Regions from separate parts of the Gossypium arboreum genome. Here region 2 is linked to region 1. Evidence: chromatin contacts called from public Hi-C data. All regions are on one chromosome and are shown on one strand. The core of a region is the stretch at or near the end of the contact, and the rest is flanking DNA. Distances in the headings are between cores, read along the strand shown.

Region 1 (2,700 bases), core at 166-2,665:
ACCTTCCATTTTGGTAGCATCAAAGAAACGAGACAAAAGGTATCGCTATTGTAAAAAGTTAGGTCACGTCAAAGCAAATTGTTATAAACTGTGAAATAAAAGAGCTGCTGAGCGTAACGAGGAAGATGTAGCTAGTGCTAATTTGGCCGATGAAAGCGGTGATGATTTCTTGTTAGTGTCAACAAGCGATAACACCAAGCTCACGTCCGAGTAGATCCTAGATTCAGGATGTTCTTTCCACATGTGTCCCAATAGAGAATGGTTCTCCACATACAATTTGATTGAAGGTGGAGTTGTGCGCATGAGAAACGATTCATCTAGTAAGGTAATTGGTATTGGTACTGTTAAAATTAAGATGCAAATGGGACGATTAGGACACTCTCAAATGTCAGGAATGTACCTGATTTACGAAAGAATCTCATCTCTTTAAGTATTTTAGACTTGAAAGGATGCAAAATCAACATTGAGTAGAGCGGCATTAAAGTATCTCGTGGAGCTCTCGTTTTGTTAAAAGGTAAAAGAACCGACAGTCTTTATATTCTGGAAGGTTATACAGTGACCGGTGAAATCGGACATCCCTCGTCCGTTACGGAGTTGAAGTCAACTTGTTTGGAGCGGAGGCAACTTGGTTATAGGAGGGAAAAAGATATGACTATTTCGTTGAAGAGAGGTTCTCTTTTGGATGCAGGTTTTGGAAAGTTAAGGCACTGTGTTCGTGAAAATCAAACTCGGGTTAGTTTTTATTTGGCAATGTACAAGTCGAAGGCTAGAAGTCTTCCAGTTTCTAAGCACAAATTCGACTCAGTTAATTCCCTGCATAGTTCAAGATAGGCTCGTGGCGAGCTTTGGTAAAGATGGCGTTGTGGAAATATGAGTCAATGTGGAGATTTGTTAAATATGACTCCTATTTTCAGTTAAATTTGAGAAATAATCTTTCAGTTAAACTTTGTTTACTTATTTCAATCAAACACTGATTAGTTTAGATTATTTTATTATTATTTGACCTATAAATTTAGCCTATAAATAGGCTCTTTTACAACCTTAGAAAAATACACTCATTAGAGATTAGAACTCATAACACATTTAGAGAATTTTGTGTTTACGTTTTGAGGTTCTTTGTTTTCGGGTTTTCGGGGTTTAGTCTTAATCTCCATCTTTTGTACTCTTCGTTCTTTTGTCATTATAGTAAAATTATCTTTACCCGTGATTTTTTATCCTTTTTGGAGGGGTTTTTCCATGTTAAATTTGTGTATTTAATTTCTCAATTTATTCCGCTATTTTTTTGTTCGTTGCTTAATCGGGTCGAAATCCTAACAAACATAAAATATTTTTGCTCATAAGATTACAAAAGAAGCACTAAAGAAAGAGGAAGAAAACATACCTGGTGTGAGGGAGAGACGAATTCACGAAGGGGCGGTGGAGAAGGGATCCAGATTGAAGGGTCTAATGTGAAGAAGGAAATGATGTGGGTAGCAGATAATGCATATATGAAACGGCTAACATATGAACAGACGGGACAGACGATGGGACAAGACTATGGAAAGCGGAGTCCAGCTGTTATTGAGTCGACTAGCATTAATTATTTAGGTTTCCTTTTTGCAGTGCTTATTGTTTTGTTTTCTCAAAGCTGTTTTTTTTTTTTTAATTTGTTTCGATTTTCGTAAGTATGCGGGCTGAAGACACACTTAAGCTCGGTAGGACTAAGCCCAGTTTGTGGCTCAATGTGTCTTTCTATTTCTTATTATTAATAAAAGCTAGTCGAATTTCTTCAAAAAAAAACCGCTTTTGTAATTGGATTTTTTTGAATGAAAAAAATTAATAGAATTAAAAATATATTAATTAAAAGCAACTTTATAAGGTTAATGGACTACTCAAGTTCGCCTAAGCCTTGGCTAGAACTAATTATCTAATTGAGTTAGGAATTAAGTTATGACTTGTAAAAGAATAGTTTGCGTCTTTGGTAGCACAAACGTCTAATTTAGGAAACCAGCTTATAGCTGAATTTAGGTTAAAGTTCTCTCAATTGTTAAATAGATTAATTTAGTTTTTATACTTATTAAAAATAATTAAATAAATCTAAATTGTAATATAATTAACATTAAAAATATTTTTTCAATTACAGTTTAATTCCAAACAAAAAATTTTATTTACAAAACTGTAAATACTTAAAATATATTATCTCTGTTAAATAGTAAATGATATTTTTATAAAATAAATATTAATTCTATTTTAATGTGACATTATTTGATTTTTTAAATAATACAAAAACTAAATTTATCTATTCAATAATAAAAGGACTAATTTAATATAATCCTTGTAAAACAAAAGTTTATGCATATATAAGAAGGTTCTCGAATGAGAGGAAAGACTTATTCAACCCTAAAATAAATTATAATAATTTGTATGATTTTAAATCTCAGTATTTATGTATGATTTTTTATTTTATAATAGTTTGCAAGCACTTGGGTACGTGCAAATTGGCCTATTAAAGCTACAATTCCTTTTATAAGATCACAAATATTATCATTAATTTGTGATATGAGATTAATTTGGTTCAAACTAAAATATATTTAAATAAAATTTTTTAACAATAATAATTCTAAAATTCCGACTTAATCCGAAAAAATGCACTCGCAACTCTTACTACCACTTATTAGTTGCATTATTAAAGAAATAAAAAGTAAAATTACGTGCCCATGC
Region 2 (2,700 bases), core at 149-2,648, 190 kb before region 1:
ATTTCCTGTCCCTCAGGTTCCACCATTAATCTCCTGATTGCCCTCTCAATCTCCCCTCTCTCTATCTTGAATTCCAAATGAACCCCAACCCTCCATACATGGCTTACAAATCTTGAGTCTGTCTTCTGGTCACCAAAAGATGGCTGACAGATCATGGGGACCCCTTCACATAAGCTCTCCAGTGTTGAATTCCACCCACAGTGTGTCCAAAATGCTCCCGTTGAAGGGTGAGCTAGAACTTCCTGTTGGGGAGCCCATTTAACTATGTGGGCTCTTTCCCCTACCATTTCTAAGTACCCATTTGGTAAAATTTCAAGCCATTCGGAGCCCTGGACCAACCCCGGTCGAACCACCCACAAAAAGGGCTGCATGCTGTTGGCCAGTCCCCAAGCTACCTCCAAGAAGTCAGCCTCTTCTATAGCCGCTACGCTTCCGAAGCTAACATAAATCACTGAGTTGGGTTGTTGTTTGTCTAGCCATGATATGCAGGTCCTGTCTTGAGGCAGTAAACTACTGGATGAAGCTGGAAAATACTTGTGGAAAGGACCTATGAGAAAAACTGGGATGGGAAATAACAACGAAAGTTTTGATAGAAATTCTTGCTCAAGATCTTCACATGAGTTCAATATAATCCCTGAAGAAGCCTTGGTTTCTTGAACTAGTATCTCAATGAATTGAAGAAAGCTTTCCCTATCACTTGCTTCCAGCATTGCTATGTCTTTGAATCTGAATTGTGGAAGCTCTGGGACTTCCATTTCTGCCACAGAATCTGACAACCAATAAGATGCAGCATTTCAGTAAACCTTTTTATTGCAGAAATGGAGAGTAAACAACAAATGATCTATGCGTACCTTGCAACGGAAGGTAACCCTTTTCGAACAGCAATGACATGGAGGACAAAACAATAAATGACGAGACATTACTGGTCCTTAACACAATCCTAGGAAGCTTAAGGTCATCAGCGACAGCTTGTGTGGAGTACCACAAAGCATCAGTAACCAAGCACGCAGTGGGATCTTCATCTTCCAAACTGGTGGAGATCAACTTAGCCAAGCAAACGCGAAATGGGGTTTGGCAATTGGAGTTGAGGAACTTAACGAAGGCCACAATACGATTAGGATCTGAAGAAATGACATGGTTTTCAGATAATCCATCGGGAATGGGGTAGAATCTGAAAAGAGGGTAGTTTAAAGGGTTAGGAGAATTGAAGCGAGTGTGGATTATGGAAATGGAAAAACCTCTTTCATGGAGGATGTTTGCAAGCTGAAGCATGGGATTTATATGGCCTTGAAACGGCAAAGGAAACAGTATCACTGATCCACGACCCTTCAGTTTCATCTCAAACTATTTCTCTTGATTCCAATCTCTATAATATGTTATACACACACACTATATATATATTGACACATATTGTTTGATGACATATATGATGATGACTATATTGATTTTCCAATAAATGAATTATTTTAATCTGTCTTATCTGTCAAGGACAAATATATGAAGCTAACTAGGAAGCCAAAAGGAATCAAACTTGTTCGTAACGGTTAGTTTGATTTGGTATTAATAAGTAAATTATTATTCAATATACTTATTTTATTAAAAGTTAAATTTAATTTTGTTGTCTCTATTAAAGATGAGAGTAAATTAATTTATACATGTTACGTCAAAGAATAAATTGGTTCTTCTATCTATTTATATTGTTAAAAATTATCGTGGTTGATGGAATAACCAGACAGTGACATGTGACGCACTATATGTGCCTCATATTGAGGTATAAAAATCAATTTTTAATAGTAGAATTAGATGAAATTTTTAAAAGAAAGTTCAATGCTCATTGATCTAACGTACAAGGACTACTTTGCATATTTTTTTAGTGGCTTTTTTTTTAGCTATATAATACAAATTTTTTAATAATGGTATTATATAGAAACTTTTCAGTATTTAATTTTTTTATTTGTATTATATAGGTAAAAAAACCTTTTTTTTAGTAGGGGGCAAAATGCAATCTGACTCTTAGTATAGAAACTTTCATGGTACTTTTACCGTTAATTGTATCATGTTCCATTTCTTTATTTAAAGATAGATAAAGAAAAAATATAATTTAAAGCCATGTTCAGCTTTTAAAAAATTTGACTTTTGTGTGTATCAAATAATTATCTTATAATACATGTTAATATGGAAGTGGTTCCGTATAAATTTTTTTTTGCTCGAAACCAAGTTTTCATGTCGGTAATAGTAATTAATTTCCTCATTGTGGATGCTTAAAAAGAAGTACACAGTTAATCATGAAATGCGTTCTATATAGATTTTGAGTTTATTAGTATTTTTCAAAAGTTTTTATATAGTTATAGCATATTCCAAGTATTTTAATAAGAATGTATTATAAAAATATTTTGTATACAAGTGAATAATTATATTACAATAAAAGGAAGGAGAAAGAGTTTACAAAAGAGAGATGGATTTCTAAATTTTATGCCAATCAATTTGAAACTCACGTTAATTTGTACTACAAAATATGTAAATATGATTTCATTATATAATATAAATGTTAAAATAAAATTTGAATTTTTAAATGTTAAATCAGAAAATAAACATAAAAAAAAGGTTTTAAAGGGTAAACAACTAATGAGAAGTTGAATGCACATATGTGACAGTGAAAAATAATTTAAAGAAGTGAAAGTTAGAAAATGAAATGAAAAG

Evidence for each region. Hi-C and Micro-C count contacts between places; a contact is called where the count stands out from the background.
Region 2: a contact with region 1 is called in a Hi-C map of leaf, with 3 times the contacts expected there. The contact joins the promoter of LOC108449915 here to the enhancer-like site in region 1. A contact is called at or near these places in 2 of 5 Hi-C or Micro-C datasets (both in leaf).

The regions. Positions count from the first base shown.
Region 1 is chr5:40,242,271-40,244,970 of ASM2569848v2, reverse strand. No RefSeq gene overlaps it. Among protein-coding and RNA genes, the nearest start is that of LOC128293013, 9.8 kb to the left of the region's middle. Within about 2 kb of position 1,415, at least 2 of the 2 cell types and tissues checked have an H3K27ac peak or open chromatin away from gene starts, as enhancers often do. A contact at or near this core is called in leaf, where this site is marked.
Region 2 is chr5:40,434,907-40,437,606 of ASM2569848v2, reverse strand. It overlaps LOC108449915 (UDP-glycosyltransferase 76B1-like), which reads right to left and starts at 1,398. Exons shown (of 2, transcript XM_017747296.2): 1 at 852-1,398; 2 at 1-769. The coding sequence starts at 1,338.